Regions from separate parts of the Mus musculus genome. Here regions 1 and 2 are each linked to region 3. A link is a contact called in public HiCAR-type and promoter capture Hi-C data. All regions are on one chromosome and are shown on one strand. The core of a region is the stretch at or near the end of the contact, and the rest is flanking DNA. Distances in the headings are between cores, read along the strand shown. Region 1 overlaps Myo16 (myosin XVI). Region 2 overlaps Myo16 (myosin XVI). Region 3 holds the start of Col4a1 (collagen, type IV, alpha 1).

Region 1 (4,312 bases), core at 1,768-4,267, 820 kb before region 3:
TACAGTACAGACAGACTTGTACACATGCAAAAATGTAACATGGACTGTGACAGCCGCACATGTTAGTCTTCCCAGGTCCAAGGTGGGATGTTCTTACACGCTAAGCTGTCACTGTGGGGAGCTTTATAGAGGAACTTTTGACTTTTGACACTTCAACCACATGGAAATGTCATTCTCCAGCTCAGGAACATTGCATAATAATGTAATTATCAATTTGGCTTGGCCTTAACATGTTGACCTACAAAGGCAGTAGACAAGGGATCAGCATTCAGCCTATTGTCTATGTGTGCACCTGTTCTGAGGCACCTCACCAATGAGGTGATGGTAACAGGGAAGGAAAATGAAGAGAGCCCATATCTGAGTAGAGAATCTGTACGTGAAACCCAGGACTCCCCTTGAAGCTAGTGCAGTGATGTCAGTGCCCAGAGGAACCCATTCTAGTCCTGTGTGTGACAAGAGCTGAGGATGTTCATGGCAGTTAAATGCAGTGTCTGCAGCTCGTAGCTCCTGGCTGTTGCTTCTTTCGATCTTTTGTTTAGATCTCTCTGCCCACTTGATTGAATTCAGGGAATGGCCAGGATATCTTGCAATGCGGTCTCTCGGGAATGAATCTATCAGCCTTCCTGCACCCTGATTTTGTTTATACCTTCAAGAGGCCCAACATTTTTACTCGAGCACTTGATTGTCATGGCTGCATTCTTGGCTTTGCTTTTCTGTGACCTACACAGCTGCTACAAAAGTTGAACTCTTGGCACCAAGACCAGCAAAGACAAGAACGCCTTGGGAACTGTCAAATTCGGGCACGGTACGGTCTTAAAAGAAAATATATTAAAATTTCAAAGAGAACAACATGATTTGGTTATTACAAGAAATGTCAATAATCTGAGGCTAAGAGATTTACCAGAATGGGAGCAGTCACCACCCAGATCTCAAGGAGATATGGGAAGAAAAGACACCATGGGGTTGTGGGAAATATTAAAAAGAACGGCAAATTCCCATGCTATGGTGGGCACTGGTGGGCCACATGACTCCAGTGTGGTGCTCTTATCTCAGCAGACTCTCTGGCCTGGAGCTCCCAATACAGCTCCACCTAACTCCCTAAGTTCCCTTGGCGGGTTGTTGCCACATGAGCCCCATGCGATGACCACCCACCTCAAGATTGGCTGTCACAACTCCCAGTAACCCGGTAAAATCAAAACTCTAGAAGGTTATAATTAATCAGTCAGATTTATACACAATAAATTCTAAATTCACAAGATGCCCTGACAATAATTTCAGAGTCAACTGATAATGATACAAGCTGCCCAGCTAGATGAGACAAGTTATCTCAATTATTCTATCCTTATATGATATTATAGCTACTGGTGGCTATTTAAAGCCACTATGAATCTGAATCCTAGGACAATCCTGTTGGTCCTCCATTTTCCTCCTCCTCCTCTCCTGTGTCGCTCCCTGTCTCTGCAACTCTTAGCTCCACCTCCCTTTTCTCTGTCCAATCACAGGCTTCTTGTTGTATTAATAATTAAATTAATTGGACAGGGAAAATCCTGCTACACCAGGGGCCTTGGGCATTTGGGGCAGATGCTGGAAGCTGGAGCCATGGCTCCTGTAACCACGTATGTGTTCCAGCAGCAGGTTCTGCTTGGCTGGGGAGGAAGGTGCTGACCAGAGCTGCTGTGGCCCTATCTCTTCCCACCCTATCCCAGATCCTGGCTTCAGGCAGCACTTCTACATGGCCACCAGGGCATCTCTAGGAGCTCCACTGTCTAGAGCTAAGTAGACTACTGATGGACTAGAGGCAAACATACACAGGAGAGGACAAGATGATGTCCTGGCAAAGCAAGGAGAACATGTGCAGAGGTCCAGCACTTGAAAAGGCAAAATGGCAAAACTGATGCAGAGATATAAAGACAAGAAATCTCAAGAGGAAGGAACTAGGGTAATGCCAAATTTGAACACTCGACATTTCCCAAATTTTATAAATGTGTGCTTTACGAGAGCACTAAACTATTGAATGGAACTTAAGACAAATTTTATTTTTAATTCAGATCATTTCAGTCCAGGTACATTTTTGTTATTATTATCATCATTATTTTTTTTAAACAGATCTCACATTGTAGCACCCAAGGCTGGCCTAGAACTCACTACATAACCAAGGTTGGAACTGACGGTATAGCCAAAGTTAGCTTTGAACTCATAACAATCCCACTGCCCCAGCCTTCTGAGTGCTGGATTACGAGTGTAAGCCACCACACCCAGATGGTAGTTTTATTTTAATAGATTTTGCTCTTGGTCACACTAAAAACAAATTGAAAATCTCAATATGTCCACTTACCATATCTATAGAAGACCTCCTCTCATTCCCTGCAAACAGTGCATTTATCAGCAATCTTTGCTAACAAAATAATTAGACTTTGCTGTGAACAATGGTTGGACAGAGGAGAAGTGAAGGCATGGGGAGTGATTCACCTATGGCTAGTGTTCAGCCCCAGGACTGGCTGTGTATTGACCATGGAAACTAGCATGGGAATCCCCCCTTCCTAATGCTCACTTGGACTTCATCACACGCTTGCTGCTTCCAGGCTCTCCACCCTGCATCTCTGACTGTGCATCGGAACCGACTGGGGAGGAAGGGGCAAGTGTGTGCTTCTGGCTTGCCTCCCAGAAGTGGTAACTGGGGAGTTTGGGTGAGATCTGGAAGATTTGCAATCGCATGAAGAATTGTAAATGAAGACTCCGGCTGATGGGAAATCTGGAAGCCGTTTTCAGAAACGCTGACTGTACCAGCCCCATAGTTGGCAGTTAGGTTGGGCCGTACCCCCATCTTTGTACCCCTTATCTCATTGGTCCCATGCAGGCAGAGGAGGCTTCTGGTACTGGCTGACCCCTGCCCAAACTTCCTCACCAGATCACAACAGCCAGCTACTCTTTAAGTTCAGTTCAGGGAGCTATATCTGTGTGAGGAGAGGGAGCCATGGTATGGCTAAGGCCCATCTTGCCTTGCATTCCTGTTTCCTTGGTGATGAGCCAAGCTCAAGCTTGACAGCCATCGCTTAGGAGGAAAAAGCATGTTTGTGTCTCAGTGTTCCATGATTTTTATTTTCATCGTGGATCTAGGAAACCAGGCAACAGGATGAGCTGTGATTCACAGCCGCGGGAAGACTCCCATACCTCCTTGTTTTAATGTATGGCTCACATAATTTATCTTTTAATTGTATTTATTGTGGTACAGCAGGAGTATTGTAGGGAGTAATCCAACAAAGCACACACACACACACACACACACACACACACTGTCCAACTCTCCCCCTGCCAAACCCCTCAGCCTGGCACCATCACAGCAGGGTTTTAGCAACTGTTGCTTGCAGCCAAACCCAAAGCATAATGCTAAGTTTTCCTTTGAGTAATTTTATTGAGCAGAATCATTCCAAAGAGAATTTTTAAATACATGATGATTTCCTTAAAGATTTTTTTGTTCTGGGCTGTGTGCATATAAATTTCTCTATTACATGCATGAGGGTTGCTGCTACTCCCAGCATGAAGCTTGTCTTTCAGTGTCTAGGAGGGAGAAAGAAGGAAGGCTTGAGGACCCATTATAGTAGGACACGGAGGGAGATGAAGGAATTAACCTGGCCTCCGTCTTCTGCTTTCCCCACCTCTCTCCTTTATCTACCAAATAATAAACCAGAGGAACAGAGCCCTGGGCAGAACAGCTACCTTAACAGCCCAGGAAAGCCTTCTGCCTAAAACCTCTCTGCTGCCTCAGGTGGGTGCTGCCACGGTGACAACACATGACTCTGTTCCCCTGACAACCAGTCGCTAAGCTATGGGTGGTTTCTCTGATAGATTTTTACCTGCATAGAAACCTGTCCACCTTACAAGGCTTTGAGATAGCCTGCTTTTATACTGTCTGAAACCCAGTGGTGTGATCCCCACAGGTTCCCTCGTCTTCAAGGCCTCAATCGTCCTCCTGGTCCCCTAGTTCTCTACAGCTTCACTCTATGTCTTTTTCAGGTGAATGTGATGCCTTGGGCTGATGGCCTTTCTTGCTAGTAACATGGCTCTTGGTGAGCCGCAATGCCTGATACCTTCCCCGGAGGTTTGTTCTGTTTAGATACAATTCTATCACAATGTTGTAAATGAGTTTCAGCTGATACATTTTTTTAATTAGGTATTTATTTCATTTACATTTCCAATGCTATCTCAAAAGTCGCCCACACGCTCCCCCACCCACTCCCACTTCTTGGCCCTGGTGTACCCCTGTACTGGGGCATATAAAGTTTGCAAGACCAATGGGCCTCTCTTTCCGCTG
Region 2 (4,665 bases), core at 1,623-4,122, 900 kb before region 3:
ACACACACACACACACACACACTGCAGACTGAGGCCATGACAGCTATTCTTGGTTATCTACTATTCTTTAGTTAATCTGAAATTACCTAAAACACAAGCGGCTGGATGTACCTGCAAAGGATTTTTCTTAATTAAATCATTTGAAGTAAGAAGACCCACTTGTAATCTGGATGTTTTGAGGTGCAAAGATCCATCTTTAATCTGGGCCACACTTTTTGTGGCAGCCTATATAAAAGACACAGAAGAAGTGAGCTTATACTCTGCCCCCAGCTCTTGCTAGCTAATTTCCTTTGCTGGAGTTAGAGCCTACTTCTTTAGGATTCTGGTGTATCAGGAAGACCAGATAAGACATCCAGCCTTATGAACTGAACAACTACTGTATTCTTGCTTGAACCTTCCATTGGTAGACAATTTTGGACTAGCTGGGCGATAGCCTATAAGCCATCCTAATGAATGTATGTATTAAATATATTTGTATAATAAATATATTGCAATAAATGTATGCGTGTGTGTGTGTGTGTGTGTGTGTGTGTGTGTGTGTTCATTCTTTCAGTTCTGTTTCTCTAGAGAACCATGACTAAGACAGAGGGAATCCTGTGTCATAGAATAAGGGTAGATCTTGCACACAGTGATAAGTTTCTCTAAAGGGATAGATAGGATTGCTAGACGAAGAGTGAGCTCTTACATAAAGCATGAGCTTTTCAGATGAGCACAGACCAGCACCAGCCCCTCAGACTTAACCAAGTATCATATAAGCTGCTTCCAGGGACCATATAGGCTATGGCAGCAGGGGTCAGGGCTCTGAACTCCCAATGCCTTGGGCTGAGTGTCTCTGAAGGGCCTAAACTAATGTAGAAAATAAAGTCTCTTCTATTTTTTTTTTTTTTTTTGAATGTCTGTGCTGGAAAAGGAGCTTTGTTGTCATGGTTTATAATTAATTAACATGTAAATTTATGGAAATTGAATTAACAATGCCATTTAACAGAATCCTGTCTCTTTTCCCAACCAGCCAGAATTTCCACTTACATGCTGGAGAAGTCCAGGGTTGTGGCTCAGCCTCCCGGCCAGGGCACCTTTCTGATTTTCTCCTGGTTGATGGACGGGTTATCTTCGGAAGAAAAATGTGGACTTCACCTTAATAACTTCTGTGCACACCGGTGAGTGATCAAAGGCTTTATAACAGTTTCCTGAACATTGGAAGCACAATTCTCAGCTTCAAATTGTCTTCATATGCCCAAGGAAGGCTGTTGGCCACTGTCAGGGCTGAGCTATCTATTAATATGCTGGACTGTCTTACTGTGTCTCAGATGGGAGGACAAAATCCTAGCATTCTGTAAGCATGCGGATGCTGTTTGGGAAACACTGTCTGATCTGCTGTCATCTTGTAATGTGTCGGGCCATGGTGCGGGTAGCTAATAGTCACTGGGTTTACACAAGAAAGAGAGGACTCTCAGTGCTAAATCAAGGGTGGTTGTTCTTCATGGGAGGTCAAAGCTTTGGGGAAATGCAGTCATTGGTGACACGTGAAGTCACAAAGGTGGTCTCCTGAGGAACACTGGTTCTACATACTCTCTCCTACCAGAAGCCAGCCAGACCCCACATGGCACTGTACCAGATTTGTGTTTGGATGAGAATTAGAAGTTATAAGGAGTGAATGGTACCCAGAGCAGAGGCTGCTGGGACGTGGGGTCTCCAGCTCATCTCTACTTCACTATGCTAAATTCTCTGGCTTAGTCTGTTGTATTCCTGTGGGGAAGCCTGTGATAAACGAGTGTGTGGTCACCGGCGTGATTCCGTGATACATAACCAGGTCAGGGAGCCGCGTGGTAGCTGATGACTCTGAGATGAGAGAGGGATACCTCAGATGGCTCCTGACATACAGACACCTATTGAGTCCTCACATGCACTTGGGGGCAGCATCCTGGTCAACTGAGAGCTGTCCCAGGGCTTCAATGGAAAGTGTGGTGTTAAGATACAGCAAGGGGCCATTGCATGTGATCAGAGTGTGTAGGAAGCATAACGGTGACTTCACGCACAGGCTACATCAGATGCTTGTCTCTCTTGGAAGAGATGTTGCAGGGCCCTAAACTGATACAAAGCCATGAACCTGTGGTGTCTCTGTGAGGAGCCCCAGCAGGGACAGTCAGGAGTCACAAAGAGTTCGGTGCCCTGCAACAAAGCAAGTGTCTTATTAGCGTGCATTATGAATAGCTAGTGGGTGCTATTCATATGAGGACAGGAGCCCCTGTGTGCTGCAGGATGTATCTGCTTACCCCATATTCTGCACAAACCTGCTGATCCCTGTCTTAAACAAACCTCATCTGAATTTACACAGTCCCCTTCTCCTTCTCTGCTTGCTCCCCCCCTCTCACACACACACTAGCCAAGTATGATGTTGATGAAGTAGGCTGTGTCTTACTAGTGTGCAAACCACCACAGCCTGCAGCCTGTCTCACACACAACAGCTCGTTATCTACGTGAAGCACTAAGAGGCATGTGCAGCAGTCCAGGGACTGCAGGGCCCTTGCACTTAGTATGCCTTCTGTGACCGTTATTCTAAAGGACGAGCACTGTCTCTGCCTGTGGTTTTAGAATCCGTGCAGCAGATGCATCTTTAACTTCAGCTATGTGCATGCTATAAGGTATTCTAAATCCCACACAGATACAGATAGACCCTACATCAGTACTAAAGTCCACCTATACACACATCTCTGCTTACAGCACAGGAAGGCTCGCTAGAGCACAGCACCTCTGCCTAACTGCAGAGCTTGCTCAGGGCAGGGGTGGGCACCCATCCCTCCAGTTCATGAAAACAGCATTTACCAAAGCACCTCTAGCCTTTATCAAGCTCTGACTAGGCAGAATGCATGCCCTGAGAATCCCACAAGAGGGCGCTCTCCCCACACCTCAAAGGGACACAAACCAGCCCAGCCAACCAATGCCAAACCAAACTTTCATTCTTTTTGCTTACACTTTTTTTCCCGTGTTTTTCTTTTCCTTGCCCCACATTTCTTACGTAAATAACATTTCATTTTTTGTGCACACAGTGTCATATGTGGGAGATAAATATAATTTATATTCCTGCAAATCGACATTTAATGAAAGCAGCGTATGCTGTCATTGCTGCTCACTTTAAATGATCTCCCTGCTGGGTTTAGCCTCTAGAAAACTTAGGCTTTTAAACCCGAAGAAGAGACTCTTAATCCCCGTCCTGGCTGACTGATGATGGAGAGGATTGTGGGACGGCACCCTAATGTTCTTCAGCAGAGGTCAGGCTTCGAACTGTGCTGGAAAGCAGTCATTTGACTGTGAGCAGGTGACCTGCTTCTCACCTGCGCTCAGAGAGCTGAGTCACCTCACCGTGGTTTGAACTTGTGATGGCTGCTAGCACCTGTCACAGGAGAGCTGAGCAATTAACTCCCAGGAAAGTGTGTTCTCTGCTGAGTCGTTAACTGCAGGGCTGGGGTGAATCTGAAGACATTTCAGACTTTTTTTTTCAAGGTAAAGAAAAACTTCAGGGTCATTTAAAGGTGACTCTCCATGACTCCATGACATACCAGCATTTGTTCAGGCACACGGTTTTAAGCAAGGGAAAATCTGATGGTTTATAAGACCTGTGTGTGAAAACTGCAGAGGGGTCTTGTAAACCTGTGTTTATAAGTCTTATGACTTAAGGAGTGGTGAAAACCCAGACCTGGCCCATGCTTGCCCCGTGTTCTAAGCTGAGATGCCGACCCTGGCAGCTTGAACCATTGGGCATCTGTCTAGGAAGACTTACGCAATTTTATTCAAAACTAAGTTTCCAGACAAGTTATATTGTGTAGCTTTTTGCTTGAATAATATTTTTGAGGTGGTATCGCAAGACTTTGTGAGTCACTCCACCCTCAGCATCAATAGGCAGCTATATATAGGACTTTTGAACCAGTGCATTTGCATGGATCACGTGACCGTGTCTTAAATCAGCGAGATTTCTGCATGAGCTTTAAACTCGTGAACTCTTTATGCACGGAGGCATCTCTTGCTTTGTTGTTGACACTGGGTGCTTCGAGGATGGCTTCCTACAGGGCTCTGTTGATTCTCAGTAACAGTAGAGAGTCACCTTTGATGTCACCATGGTGAGGATGAGCTGACCAGGGGCTGCAGCGGCCAGCCAGGTCAGCAGCTGGCACGTGCCAAGCTAATGTGAACATGCCTGGCTGTCCCATCCTTGGTGGTTTGGGTCAGAATCTGCACAGTATTCAAGTCGGTAGTGATCCCACCTCATTTCAACTGTGTGCTTGACCATTTCTTAATTCCCCTCCCCTCACCACGCTTTGGACAGTTAAACACTGTTCAAATTTAAGGGTGAAGTCACACAATAAGCTAGGGGTCAGAAGGATTACACAAGAGGGTTAGACATATATTTTAGCATAAATGGAATTTCTCGTGAGATTTCTAGTGGGGGGAAATCACATTTGATTGGAAAGGTTAAAGGTCACATGATCCAGGGTGGGTGTGTGCTTCCTTGTAATTTTATCATGGTTACTTGAAGCACTTCTACATAAAAATAGAGTAAACACTGAGGGTGCTTAGAACAGAGCATTGGATAAGAGCAAGCTGTTGGGAGGTAGGGCAGACACTGTATCGTTTGATTTTATCAAACCATGTTTTATGCATGGCCACAAA
Region 3 (4,280 bases), core at 950-3,449:
CACATTTAGCAGGCTTGCTAATGGGGTGAATGTCTTACCAAGGTAACATCTTAGGGTACCCACGGGCCAAATCACTTAAGATAAGGCAGCTGGAGGAACAGAACAGAGCGAGCATCCAGAAATGTACTTGGTCTTACAGGACAATTAGTAGGAAATACATCAATGTCAAGCCTCAACCCTGGCTGGTTTGACTTTCCAAGTAAGATCAGGAGTTCATGTGGCTGACTCAACGGTTTAAAGTCCTGAGGGTCTGGACGTGAGATCTCACAGTTAGCTTTGCTAACACGATCGTTCAGAAAAACCTAAGTCCAAACAGTGGCTCATGCTTTTCCATCACAGTGATCCCCTTAGAAGGCCTAGGTCTTTTGGTAAATATTTTCCACCCTGGGGAATGAACCCAGGGCTATGTTCATGCTGGGTAAGCACTTTGCCCGTCAGCCTCTTTTTACTTTATTATTATTATTATTATTATTATTATTATTATTATTATTATTATTATAGCGAGAGTCTCCCTATGTTGCCTGGGCTAGCCTTGAACTCATTCTGTTGCCCAGGCTAGCCTTGAACTTGAGATCCCCCTGCTTCGGGTGTCCAAGAAGCAAGAACTACAAGACCTGCACCGCCAGCAGGTCCAGCCTATCAAGCCTGCTCTTTTGAGAAACTACCCTCAGCAAGAGAATGGGTAGTTAAAAGGCTACCTGCGGTGAAGGTGAAGACTGGAGAGGAGGGAACTCTCTGAAGTTGGTTGCTGATGTAATTAATCATCCTTCTTCAGAAAGGGAGGCAAAACCCAATTAAGAAAACCCCTAGTAACGTTACCAGTTTATTCTAGTATGTAACAGTTAATAATTTATAGCATAGTTGATCAGTATCGCTCCTGCAGGAAAGAGGTGAAATTCTTAAAAGGAAAGGAAAATGCACAATTAAGCAACGGTTTCTTTTAAAACTTGGAAGCTTCGGTGAGAAGCAAACGTCGTTTTTTAGGCATTTGAGGGGAAGGCAAACTGTGGAGAGGCCACACCTTGTGGCCTTTGGGCCTGCATGGCTGTCACAGCAGCAGCAGCAGCTGAAGTGTATTCTCTAGGGGCGAAGGCAGAAAGTCTGGCCGGGTTCCTCCAGAGCTGGAAGTCTGGCTCTTGCAAACATCTCCCAGCGCCCTCCTGGCCAAGCACAGCACCAGAGGAAACAAAAACTTAAAAAAAACAATTTGCGCAGGGAACAATGCGACGGAGTTTCGCTTTGGTTTCACACTCAAGTCTAAATGTGGTTATAATTTTCAGGCACGCACTCATAAAAGGCAAGAGTCGAGGCAGAGACTTTTAGGATGCGGAGAAGAGCCCCGCGTCTGTTCTCAAGCGTGCCGTAGGCTACACAAAAGTCGTGGGAAAGCAAAAATACAGATGTTTCCAGGCAAACGGCCCAAAGCTGTTCAGCCTCAACCATCACGGTCTCCAAACAACCAGAAACACACCCAAAGCGGTTCCCCCTGCACATGAGTGTAGGACTCTGAGTGGCGTGGGGTGTGCCTGGCCACCCTTCCAGCCCCGACCCACTCGCGCGCCCCGCCGCTGAGAGCCTTGGCGATGAGGGTTCAAATCTCACTGGCTCCTCGGTACCCTCACCCCGCCGTGGTACACGCTAAGCTTCAGTCCCTTCCTAACTCTCCCGCACCCAGTGTATAACAAAGGAGGTTCCGTAATGGATGTGCGATCGCTGCCCACAGGGACTAGGAGAGGGAGACCCGGGGGAAGAATGCACCTGGCCGTGCCACCCGCGGTACCCTCGAGGGCCAGGCGGCTTGACTGCGCCAGGCGCTGGACAAAGAGGCCTCGCGGGGCGTCAGGGGTGCAGGGAGGGAGGCTGGGGAGCGCAGCCCGCAGGGAACTCACCTTCGCAGCTGCTCGGCTGCGCTCCTCGTGGAGCAGAAGGGCGGCGAAGAGCAGCAGAAGCCAGACGCTGAGCCGGGGCCCCATGGTGGCGCGCCCGGGGCGGCAGGGGACCAGCAGAGACGGCGGGGAAATGCAGCCCAGTTCCCGTGGGCCACGGCGAGGTGCTCAGTCTCGGAGGGCCCGGGCGTGAGCCCTGCTCACCGTCCCGGGTGCGGTGACTCTGCGCAGAGACCTGAGCGCGCCGCCCGAGGAGCTCCCCAATTTGTTGGCGCTGCCCCCTCCCCTCGGCAGTGCGCGGGCGGCGTCTCCAAGGGGAGGACCCTGCGGCGCGGGTAAGAGGCGGAGGCTGCGCGCCGCTCGGGACTTGGTGTCGCAGGGAGTCCGAACGCCGGGGCTCTGCGCTCCGCACCCAGCTCCTCCCGCGCCCCGATTCCACGAGCCCCTTGGCTCGCCAATCCCGGGCAAGCACCAGCAAGGCACGCCGGGGCCGAGAGTCCGGCGCCCACGGAGCAGAGCCAGGCCGGCCTGGCCGCCGGTGTGCCACGGGCCAACGCTTCTTCAGGGGCCCATGCGCGCGGGCAGCAGCTCCTGACCCTGAGGTGAGAGCGACCCCCGGGAGGCACAGAGAGCCAGGCCCCAAGTCGCGGACCTGTAGCGCCGGAGTAGGCTGAGGCTGCGCGCTCCGTTGGATCGGAGCTGGGGGAATAGGGATCGCGCTGCATGGGCTGAGGAGCTCCAGGCAGGGCCTACGGAGAAGAATCTCCCTTTTTCTGTCTCCTGATGGGACAGAACTTTGGTCACCCCGCAAGGAAACGAGGGACATTATGCGGAGTCAGGGTGCTAAGATGACGATGCTCTCTCTGCCTGCCACCTTTGCTAACCCGCTTTGTCTCTTGCCTCCAGGTTAGGAAGGGATCGAGCCGAGTCTAGAGCTCAAAGACTGGGATCATGGACCGAGTGCGGTTCAAAGCGTCTGGCCCTCCCCTGCGAGGGTAAGTCGCCTTCTGCCTGGTCTCCTAGGTGAAGGGGACCTTGCATGCATATTTCAGGAGTTGACAAGTTGGGGCCCGCATGTTTTGGTCGCTTTCTTACCCTCCCTCCCTCTCCTGTGCAGGTGGCTGCTGCTAGCAACTGTGACAGTGGGACTCCTGGCTCAGAGCGTCTTGGGGGTAAGTACCGCTTGAACTCCACGGCGCTTGGAGTTCCGCGCCCGTGACGGGTTGGGACGCTCGCGGAGCCTCGTGGAAGACAGGCTCGTCGAGCCCACCTGAGTGTGCGTGTGCATTGTAGGTGTGTGCTACTGTGTCTGCCAGCCGCTCGTCCCGTGCAGTGCAGGAGTCGGCCCTCTCTAGGGAGCTAATAATTAAAACGTAGCCTCAGGCACCTTTTGCTGCCAAGCTTTGGCCTTAGCAGCAAGGGAAGAATGTCTATCACTAGGCCACGAGGCGCACGGACAGAGGGGGCTGGGAGCAAAGAGTTTCCAGAAACTCAGAGGTGGTGTCCAGGCACTGTGGTGGGCAGAGAGCATCTTGCTTAAATATGAGTCTCTGGGGAGGGGCGGGGCAAGGAGGAGACAGCCTCCTGCTTTAAGGTTGTTCGGGGACAAAGGGATAGAAACCGCGGTCTCTTCCAAACCTTGAGTAGGCCCTGAAGAGCCACAGACCAGAGGGAGGCCTGTGGTCCCTGGCTTCTGTGACTTGTTTACTGTACCTGTTGCTCCTTGAAAGACCAAACCAGGCCTGCCAGAACAGCCTTTGAACTGAACTGGAGAGATGCTCTGGGGCTCCCTCGCATTTTAAATGTAGCCACTCCTTATACCAGTACCAGTGTGTGTGTGTGGGGGGGGGGGTCTTCTCATAGGTAGTGCTGTTTAAAAGAAACATGAAAATTGAGAACCCTGGCCAGGTGTCCTATGTGCCCTGTTTACTTGTCTGTGGAATACCTGAGTTCCAAGTAGACACAGCTTGGGACACCAGTACACTCTGTGTCTGGAACCAACACACCTTTGGGGAAGGAGCCCTGCTTCAGCCTCCTTCCCTTCCCTCACCTAGCTGGAACCATCAGTGGTTCTCAGGCTTGCAGAAAGTGGGCACTGGTTCCACCACACAGTTGGTCTCCTGCTCTGCTGGGATGCAGAGCCCAGCATGAGGAGAAAGCGGAGCTCTGACCAGACTGGCCGCTCAGCCCTGGCCAGTCTTATAGCTTGAGTCTGTCTCCTTCCTGCCCCAGTCCTCAGTCCTGACATAAGAGCAGAACCTAAATGTTGGAACAGCCCATTACTTATGGGCCCTCATGCATGACTCCCACTTGGCCGGGATCCGTAGACCACAGCCGCACTTAAACCCACGTTCCTAGAAAGTGACACCCAGTGTGGTGACTCCCACAGTCCTG

What was found. Promoter capture Hi-C pulls out the DNA fragments that hold promoters and counts their contacts. HiCAR-type assays count read pairs that join an accessible place to other places.
Region 1: a promoter capture Hi-C map of hippocampal neurons shows a contact between it and region 3, with 2.3 times the contacts expected there. The contact joins the enhancer-like site here to the promoter of Col4a1 in region 3. A contact is called at or near these places in 6 of 39 promoter capture datasets (the C10 cell line, the SN4741 cell line, embryonic stem cells and 3 more) and 1 of 115 datasets of contacts at active chromatin or transcription factors (astrocytes).
Region 2: a HiCAR-type map of astrocytes shows a contact between it and region 3, with 4 times the contacts expected there. The contact joins the enhancer-like site here to the promoter of Col4a1 in region 3. A contact is called at or near these places in 9 of 39 promoter capture datasets (the C10 cell line, cranial neural crest, embryonic stem cells and 5 more), 1 of 484 Hi-C or Micro-C datasets (embryonic stem cells), 8 of 115 datasets of contacts at active chromatin or transcription factors (astrocytes, embryonic basal ganglia, embryonic forebrain and 5 more) and 2 of 9 other capture datasets (embryonic stem cells and liver).

Annotation. Positions count from the first base shown.
Region 1 is chr8:10,487,279-10,491,590 of GRCm38.p6, forward strand. All of the region lies in intron 23 of Myo16 (myosin XVI), which reads left to right. Among named protein-coding and RNA genes, the nearest start is that of Gm51561, 59 kb to the left of the region's middle. Within about 2 kb of position 3,018, at least 9 of the 459 cell types and tissues checked have an H3K27ac peak or open chromatin away from gene starts, as enhancers often do. A contact at or near this core is called in hippocampal neurons, where this site is marked.
Region 2 is chr8:10,412,134-10,416,798 of GRCm38.p6, forward strand. Myo16 (myosin XVI) reads left to right here. Exons shown (of 35, transcript NM_001319151.1): 16 at 1,010-1,157. Gm51561 (a long non-coding RNA gene) reads right to left here. Exons shown (of 3, transcript XR_003947504.1): 3 at 1,156-2,169. Among named protein-coding and RNA genes, the nearest start is that of Gm51561, 16 kb to the right of the region's middle. Within about 2 kb of position 2,873, at least 15 of the 459 cell types and tissues checked have an H3K27ac peak or open chromatin away from gene starts, as enhancers often do.
Region 3 is chr8:11,310,627-11,314,906 of GRCm38.p6, forward strand. It overlaps Col4a1 (collagen, type IV, alpha 1), which reads right to left and starts at 2,200. Exons shown (of 52, transcript NM_009931.2): 1 at 1,890-2,200. The coding sequence starts at 1,973. Col4a2 (collagen, type IV, alpha 2) reads left to right here and starts at 2,179. Exons shown (of 48, transcript NM_009932.4): 1 at 2,179-2,488; 2 at 2,793-2,881; 3 at 3,004-3,058. The coding sequence starts at 2,838.